Regions from separate parts of the Mus musculus genome. Here regions 1 and 3 are each linked to region 2. A link is a contact called in public HiChIP or PLAC-seq data. All regions are on one chromosome and are shown on one strand. Each heading gives the region's core, a stretch centred on a gene start, on an enhancer-like site or on the middle of the called end of the contact. The rest is flanking DNA. Distances are from core to core; before and after follow the strand shown. Region 1 overlaps Ptpn1 (protein tyrosine phosphatase, non-receptor type 1). Region 2 has its middle 19 kb from the start of Slc9a8. Region 3 has its middle 3.7 kb from the start of Gm33108.

What was found. HiChIP or PLAC-seq counts read pairs in DNA pulled down with a chosen protein or histone mark.
Region 1: a contact with region 2 is called in a FOXA1 HiChIP or PLAC-seq map of pancreatic cancer cells. The contact joins two enhancer-like sites. A contact is called at or near these places in 2 of 115 datasets of contacts at active chromatin or transcription factors (bone marrow-derived macrophages and pancreatic cancer cells).
Region 3: a contact with region 2 is called in a FOXA1 HiChIP or PLAC-seq map of pancreatic cancer cells. The contact joins two enhancer-like sites. A contact is called at or near these places in 1 of 115 datasets of contacts at active chromatin or transcription factors (pancreatic cancer cells) and 1 of 9 other capture datasets (adipose tissue).

What each region holds. Positions count from the first base shown.
Region 1 is chr2:167,948,629-167,951,459 of GRCm38.p6, reverse strand. The region is part of intron 1 of Ptpn1 (protein tyrosine phosphatase, non-receptor type 1); the gene reads right to left. Among named protein-coding and RNA genes, the nearest start is that of Ptpn1, 18 kb to the right of the region's middle. Within about 2 kb of position 1,464, at least 200 of the 459 cell types and tissues checked have an H3K27ac peak or open chromatin away from gene starts, as enhancers often do. A contact at or near this core is called in pancreatic cancer cells, where this site is marked.
Region 2 is chr2:167,401,549-167,404,598 of GRCm38.p6, reverse strand. No RefSeq gene overlaps it. Among named protein-coding and RNA genes, the nearest start is that of Slc9a8, 19 kb to the left of the region's middle. Within about 2 kb of position 1,393, at least 35 of the 459 cell types and tissues checked have an H3K27ac peak or open chromatin away from gene starts, as enhancers often do. A contact at or near this core is called in pancreatic cancer cells, where this site is marked.
Region 3 is chr2:168,071,718-168,074,488 of GRCm38.p6, reverse strand. No RefSeq gene overlaps it. Among named protein-coding and RNA genes, the nearest start is that of Gm33108, 3.7 kb to the right of the region's middle. Within about 2 kb of position 1,503, at least 133 of the 459 cell types and tissues checked have an H3K27ac peak or open chromatin away from gene starts, as enhancers often do. A contact at or near this core is called in pancreatic cancer cells, where this site is marked.

The DNA.
Region 1 (2,831 bases), core at 215-2,714, 550 kb before region 2:
CTCACGGCAGGCAGCATTACTCATGAGAACCCTGCAAAGCACTTGACACTGTACCAGGCTGCTACAGAAGACCATGCGGTCCAGAAATAGGCGACTGACTCTGTAGACCAGAGGCAAACACCCAATGGGCTCTTACCTGGGAATCCATAAAGCACAGAAGCCATGAAGACGCCCTAGCTGCCTGTCGCTGCTCTCCAGACCCCATGACTCTAGCCTGATGATAGTTCTGGGGCTCACACTTACTCTGAGCCCAAATCACTCTGTCCTACTGAATCCCTCAGCATCAGACTGACTTAAAAGGAAGGAAGGGAGGGAGGGAGGCAGGCAGGCAGGCAGGTAGAAAGATTGCCTCCAGTGGCGTAGGAGCCTGGAAAGGGGCAGGCAGACATAAGCCTCCAGGCGAACCCCAATGCTACTCATTCATAAAAACCATTGCCACATGAAGTCATGTGATAGTAATAGAGCTTCAGGTAAACTAAGGGGGTTTATGTAACTTTATGCTGCGTGCAGGGTGTGCATGTAACTAACTTCCGGCAGTGTCTACAGGAAAACACAACCTGAGTGCCAAGCAAACTCCGAGCTCCTGAGGTGTGGCACATCCACGGAGAACTGTCTGTACTGTCACGCATGGTTACCATTCTGAGCCTGTGCCAGCTAAGGAAAGTCCATCTCAACACTCTTCTGTGAAGTGACCCAGGTACAATTGAAGGTGCTGTGTACCTCACAAGCCAGGTGTCCTGGGACACTGAGACCTGGACAGTTTTTATGAAAGCCTCTCTCAGTTTAGAACTGATTACTCAGGGACATTTAAAAACAAGTGTTTCTGAAGGTTACTATCGTCCATTTTCCAGTGTTTATTCAGCTCTGTGGTTACAAGCTCATGCTTGCTTTTGCCATCTTCTTCAGTGGGCACTGGCAGGTACAGAAAGTCCCTAAACACGGAGGCAAGTAGTAGCCATGACAGACCAGAATGCCTGCAGCCTGTGCGGCATCACAAGGTATGCTCAGGGAGAAGCCACAGAGCTGGGTTACCAAGCCCAGGGCCATGTCACATGCTTGTTTTCTTATAGGGAAACAGCCCTAAGATTCCCCCATGTCTGCAACTGCTAGTGGCCACTGCAGTGGCTATAGCAGCATAGGCCCAGCCCAGACCTATACATTGGAAACCCCACCAGCCTCCATACCAGTCCTGTGACCACTCCATTCTCATCTCTTCCACTTCTAACCTTCAGCCTGTACTCTAAGAAAGGTGGGCCCATGTTTCAAAGCTCTGTTTTTACACAGATCTGGGGAGCTACAGGCTTGGTCTTGCTGGCTGGGCACATCAGCAGCCTGGGCACAGTGTCTGTCCCCTTCAAACTGGGGAGAATGGAGACTTGAGGCTCCACAGTAGCAGAGCTGCACAGAGAGGATGCTGGGCAGGGCAGACGCCTCCTCCTAGGCCACAAGCCTGCTCTGTGCACTCTGATCATAGTCGATCTTCTCTGTCTCCTGCTGTCACTCACCAGAGGAGTTCTGCTCATCCCACAGAAGACCACAAATGCCTCTGCTGTAAACTCAATCACCTTCACACAGGAGTGAGCCCCCTTGTGTGAAATGCACTGAGGCTTAAGCACCCCAGACAACTCTCTGCACAGGAGCAGCAGACTGGCAGGGCCAGGATAGACAAGCCAGACTCCCTGGACAGACTAGGGCCTTCCTTCTCCATTCAAACCACACCACTCATTTCACAAGCTCCAAGGGGAAGGAGTGTCCAAAAAACCAAGCCCTGAATGGTCTTCAGGGCTGGACCAGGATAACACTTCAAGAGGGGGTTAGGTACCAATGCAGAGAAACACCTCACTTGTCCAGAATTTTTGCTGGGCACTTTCTGGCAAGATCAGAATCTCAGGAAATACCACACAAATGAAAACACAGAAGCAACGTGGTCAGAATGACCTAACGCTGAGAACACACGACTCCCTTCTCCCCAGCCACAGAGGCATATGCTAAGGAAGCTGCTTCCTGCAGCCTGATGGCCTGACTCAGCCCCTCCACTTCCTCTCAGCTCAGCCTGGCTCCCACCGATGCCCTCTCTCTCTCTGGCAGTGCCCTATAACACAAAGCTAGATCGGCAAGTCATGCACATGTCAGGGGGAGCAGCGAGGAGGAACTCAGTCCTATCATGCATCAACATGGCCTGGACAGGCCCTCTGAGATGAAGTGTAGGCTCATGCAAGATTCTGCTAGAGTCACCACCAGCAGGTGTTACACAGTTCTTCCTCAGAAAGGGTTTCCAGGCTTGGTAGGGGCTTAGCTAATATGCCTATGAGACACAGGAAGAGTGCACTCCCCAGCACCAAACAATGGTCAAGGACAGAACAGAACAGGGCATGGTGGTGCACAACTTTAATCCTAGCACTTGGAGGCAGAGGGAGGAAGAATTCTGAGTTTCAGAGCAGCCTTGTCTTTGTAGCCAGTTCCAGAACAGCCAGGGCTACATAAAAAGACCTTGTCCCAAACAAGCAGACAAACCAAAACAAGCAAGCAAACAAGCAAGCAAGCAAGCAAGCAAGCAAGCAAGCAAGCAAGCAAGCAAAGGACAGGTCAAGCACACTAAACGCTGCCCGGCTCAGGGTGTAAGGTAAAGTGTCCACCGACGGATCAAAGAGGAAGCCAGCTAGCAAAGGGGAGCAACGCGCCAGACATCATGTCAGCGGCTTGGGAACATGAAGCCCACAGTCCCAGTGCCAAGGAGTAACTGGAAGGTGAACAATGCGCACAGCGCTAATCGACTGCGAAAATATCCCTGCAGCTACAGGACCTGGGAAGCCGAGGCAGGAAGGCCTGCA
Region 2 (3,050 bases), core at 144-2,643:
AGCTGCAGTGTACTCACATATAATAAATAAATCTTTAAAAAAAAAAGACAGACAGAGAATGGGTCTTATTATTGGTCTTGCTGCCTTCTGCTCAGAGCCGACAGTGACTTGGAGGACCGACCCCAGGGCTTTCAGCTCCCCAGAGTCAATGAGAGAACAGAGCTGCCCATCACACTGGGAAGCCAGAGCCAGAGGTCCAGGGCTGGATCACAGCACCCTTCCTTACCTATCACCCGGGACCAGTAAAAGTCTTGTGCTTCAGTGTCCTCCATTTGCAGTGAGTGAGCTCATGACATATTCAGAGCCATGCCTATTACATATATACCTTCTCGAAGTTTCCCCCAGCCCTGACCTGCATCTGTGGTGGGGCAGCTGATCAAGGTGGGCTGAGTGCCTCTGCTGTCTCCGTTAGAAGCCCAGGTTGTGGTGACTTTTAACCATAGCTTTCTTATCTCACTGAAGACCTAGAAGGGAAATTTTTTTCTATTTCCTATCTGGAGAACCCTGATTCCCACAAATAGGGGAGTCAACGGAGCCTTCTGCCTATGGAAAGGAGCATGGAAAGAGCTCAGAATGGGGGGTGGGGGATTGAGAGATAAGGGGATGGAGGACTGGGAAGTGGGCACAGAGAATCTGGAGACTGGAGGCCAGAGTGCCTGCCCCTGAATCCCTGCAAGGTCACCTGTGCCTGTGACAGTGCACAGTTCATTCAACTTGGAATTACAGACATGGCAGAGGATGACCTGGAATCCAGACCGACCCTCTGCCTCTGCCTCTCTTCCTCTCAAATGATGAGGTTGCAGAATCACAGCCCAGCCCCTGGTTTTTGTTGCTGGTATTTTTTGAGACTGTCTCTCACTATGCCGTCCAGCCTGGCTTTGAACTCGCAGAGAAGGTCCTGCGACTGCTTCTTGTACTGGGATTACAAGTGGAGCCCAACATGTAGGCTTTGAAAATATCTTCAGGGACTGGAGAGATGGCTCGGCAGTTGAAAGCACCTCCTGCTCTTGCAGAGGACCCTGTTTCAGTTTCCAACACCCAGATCGTGTGGATCCTAACTCCAGCTCCAAGGGACCCGGTACCCTTTTCCAGCCTCCTGAGGCACACTTGCATGTGCTCATGCACTCACACACACACACACACACACACACAATTCAAAAGAAAGAATATATTATAATAATGAGCCAAAGCTGCTTCTACTTGTGGGTGGGCGGGCGCTGAGCCAGTCCTGACTCCCTGTGGCACTGTGGCAATGGCAAGTGCTTTAGTGCCCTTGAGTTTGAGAACTATAAACTATATTGCTCGGGTAATTCTTGCCTGGGCATGAAGTCACCCTTGTTTGCTCAAGTCCCTGTTCTCTGAAACATGAGGAACTTTCTCAGGCCCGGGTGGGTCCCGTGGTCCCCTCCTCTGTCCTATCCTGTATTTGCACTTGGAGTGGAGGGGGAAAAGGGCCCTGACTCACTCAGCTCTGGCTTTGTTTAACGTAGTTTCGGTTTGGTTTGGTGTGGAGTTTTTGTTTTGTGTTGTGTTTCGAGATGGAGACTCACACGGAGCTGAGGATGATCTTAAACTCCTGACCCTCTCAGTTCTCCACTTCCCAAGCGTAAGGATTTCAGGTTGTGCCACCAGTCCGGTGCCTCTGCTTTCTCTGGCCACTTACATGCCCGCTTCAGTGTTCTGTTCCGTCTATAAGTATGGTGGGGTTGGGGGATGGGTATGGGGGACTTTTGGGATAGCATTGAAAATGTAAACGAGGAAAATACCTAATTAAAAAAAAAAGTATGGGAAGAGAAAAAAAAAAAAGTATGGTGGGGCACACTTTTAATTCCAGCACTCTGTAAAAAGAGGTAGGCAGATCTCTGTATGTTTGAAGCCAGCCTGGTATACATAGTTAGTTCAGGACAGCTAGAGCTACAGTGAGATCTGTCAATTAAAAGTTTAAAATGCCTCTTGGGTTCCAGCTTGCACCGAGGAGGCAGGCCCAGCATCAGGAGGGCCGTGGGGCATCCAGCGGTGGGAGGGGTTTCTCCTGCCTCTGATGTGTCTTTCACATCGAGGTACCCACCAAGGCTTGTTTGTTTTGTTTTATTTGAAGACAGGTCTCTCTCACTAAGCAGCCAGGCTAGACTCAGACTTGCTGCATGCAATCCCCCTGTCTCTGCCTCCAGGGAGGTGCTGGGATCACAGGCATGTGCCACCCTTTCCAGTTCCAGGGCTTTTAAATTCAGTTTTTCGTATATTTTATGTATATGTTGCATTGTTCACTCGCATGTCCGTTTATGTACCCTTATGTGCCTGGTGCTCGCAGAGGCCAGAAGAAGGTATCGAGTCCCCTGTCTGCGGTTACAGTTGTGAGCCACCTTGTGAGAGCTGGTGATCATACCTTCCTCTGCAAGAGCAGCCAGTGGCCGTCTCCCAGTCCCTCTACTGCTTTTAATGAATTAATTTCTGCTCAGCAGGCTGGGTCTCATGTAGCCCCTCAAATCCCCTCCTAGCTAAGGATGGTCTTGTTGTTCCACCTCCTAGGTACTAGGATCACAGGCATGCACCACTATGCTTAGTTTATGGGGTGCTGGGAGTAGAACCTAGGGCTTCACGCTTGCTAAGGAAGCGCTCTACCGACTGAGCTACATACATCCTTAGTCTTCTAGTTGACTCTGTTGTCTGCAGTGTAGAGCTCCCTGCCCAAGTACTCAGCGTCTGTTGAAGGAATGAGTGAATGAACTTGTGAATGAATGAATGAATGAATGAACATTTTGGGAACTCCTCCGTTCCCACTGTTTCCATCCTGAGAAGGAACGTCAGAGTCTACCTCCCAGGTCCTGGTGCACAGAGTTCTTTCAAAGGTCAGGGATGGTCTTATCCCCTGGAGGCCTTCAGATGAAAGGGTGGAGGAAGGACTGAGGGCTGGCTGCTTTGGGGTCAGCTGAGGGGGAGCTGTCCGTGCTTGGTGACGGAGGGAGGAAGCAGCCTTTGGATCCTGCTCAGGAACAGCCTGGGGCAGGGGGATTTCCTCTTTGCCTGGCCTTTCTGTTGTGCAAACCATA
Region 3 (2,771 bases), core at 254-2,753, 670 kb before region 2:
GATAATGAGACTGTTAAAAATTAATCAGTGAAACAAACAAGAACAGTCCTCAAGCTACAGGTAAGGTCTGTGTCTGCTGCTGTCGCTGTGGGACCTACTCAAGGTCTCTGAAACTCCGTTAAGATATCTATGAAATTAGGATAACAAGAGCTAATTGTCTGATGGTTTTAATTCGCACGCAGCACACTTAGGCCATATGACAGGAGTGAGGACTCCTTGCGGAGCACCTCCACTCTCATTACTGTTGTTTAATTATTTTTATTGCCCATTGTCTTAATAGGCTTCATTAGGGTAGTAAATGTCGCCACACCCCACATGTGCAGGGAACGCAGGCAGAGATAAAAGTGGACTAACAACAGAAATGAGATGCTGGGGCACCCCCATAACCCCAGCATTGGGAAAGTAGAGGCAGGAGGATGGCAGAACCTTCCAGGCCTGCCAGGGCCACAGAGACCTTGTCTCAAAACCAAAATCAAAAAGCAACAGAAACAATACACACACACACACACACACACACACACACACACACACGGCCAGCCCTTCATGGTTCACAGACTGACAGTCAGCTAAGGGTCAGATGAGCAATCCCGAGAAGACTCGAATAGAGTCCTGTTCCATTAAACCCTTGAGAAATAGCCATCGGCTGTCCCTTGGAGGCAGTGGCCCACGATCATGAATGGAGGGCACCACTAGAGTTGGCACCAATCAGAGAACCCCAGGCAGGGCTAGCTCTCCTTAGGGAAGAGGTGGAAGAAAGAAGCATACATGTATTGATATTCCTTCATGTTATTGATACATGGATTAATAATTCCTTGTGTAATAATATTTCCCAGCACCTGTTCTGAACCCAATCGTTAAGAAAAACATCACAAAATAATCTATCTGTTCTCTAATGCTGGCATTGCAGGGAGACCAAACCTAGATGAACTAGTTACATGCTAGAGATGGCTCAGTGGGTAAAGGTACTTGTGGGCCAACCCTGATGCTCTGAGTTCTGTTCCTGAGACCCGTGTGATGGCAAAGGAGAACCAACTTGTGCAAGTTGTTTTCACATGCATGTATGTCACACTCACACACACACACACACACACACACACACACACCCTGGAGATGGATCACTTATCTAGCATGTGGGTGTGATTCAACTTCATCTTCAGCTCCATGAGGGGGAAATAAGGAATAAAGAATGTGGGCCACACCTGTAATTTCAGCCAGTGGGGAGACCGAGACAGGGAGCACCACTTGAGCCCAGGAGTTGGGGCAGCAAAGGAAGACCCTGTAGGTTAATTAATGAGTGTGGCTCAGCTGCCTGTAGGGAGTCAGGTTTGTGAGTGGGCTCGAAGTCTGTGGCTGGGGGCAGGGCAGCTTATCCAGGCCAAATGCAATAGCTAAAGGTGCTTGCCTGGTGCCTGGCACTTTCGAGGGCTGGCAGGGAAGACACCAGCTGCTATTTTGAGGCATTACTCAGCCAGGGCCAGGGCGAAGAGAGGTAGCACAGAGAATGACTAAGTCAGCTGGAGGGTGAAGTGGCCCGCGCAGGAATGAGTAGGAGTCTTCTGGGGAGGGGGTGGGAGCATTCCAGGGACAGAGAGCTGAGGAGGGGGGCAGGGAGCTGAGCGAGCCAGCCTGGGGCCTGGGCAGGGGCCTGGAGGAGATCTCTGCTGGAAAGTAGGTGGGAAGCAGATGGGGGGGGGGGGGCTCAGAGACTCCCAGGATGCTTAAATCTGGGGCTTGGAAGAATCGGATTTGTGTTTCCTCTCCCTAAGATCTACCAAGGGAGGCAGGCACGGGGGCGGGCGGGGGCGGGCGGGGAGTTAATGAGTCTGGCAGGCTGAGTGTGATTAAATGGCCAGATGAGTGGGGCGGCCTGTGGGAGGGAGGGCATTTCTTCAGCTATTAGCTTGTGTGAGAGGTATGTGTATGAGTGGAAATGCATAGATATGAGTGTGTGTGTGTGTGTGTGTGTCTGTGTGTGTGTGTGTCTGTGTGTGTGTGTGTGTGTGTGAGAGAGAGAGAGAGAGAGAGAGAGAGAGAGAGAGAGAGAGAGAAAATGAACTTAGATGGGCCATGTAGAGGAATTTCTGCCAAGAAGACTTTTTTTTGTTTTCCCAGATGGATTCTCTGTGTAGCCCTGACCATCCTGGAACTTGCTCTGTAGACCAGGCTGGCTTCAAACTCACAAAGATCCTCCTGCCTCTGCCTCTGGCATTAAGGGGGTCTGCCACCACTGAGAGGCTCAAAGGTGACTTCTTTATGGCCATAACCTTGCTGAGGTCAGGAGGAATCTGTGACAAAAGCCAAGGATTAAGGCAAGAAAATGCATTGTACACGATGACATGATGAATACAGAGGAAGCCACTGCATGGGGGTGGGGTGGGGTGTCATATCTCCCTGTGGACAGTCAGGGCCTGGAGGGGGACGGGAAGGGGTGTGTGTGTGTGTGTGTGTGTGTGTGTGTGTAGACCTGGAGCTCAGAGTAAAGGAGATGCCTTACTACCATGGATGTGCCCATTACACAGGCCAAAATGGGCTTATTCTAAGGCCCATGGGAAGCCATCTTGGTTTAATGGGAAATCGTTCTGAGGAGTGGGGACATGGCTCAGTTGTTGGAGCACTCATCTAGCATGCACCAGACCCTGGGCTCCGACCCCAGCATGGCAGAAACTGCATCTGGTAGCTCAACCTCTCATCTCAGCACTTGGAAGCAGATGCAGGAGAATTGGCATCTCAAGGTCGTTCTCGTCAATGTCACAAGTTCAAGACCAGCTTAT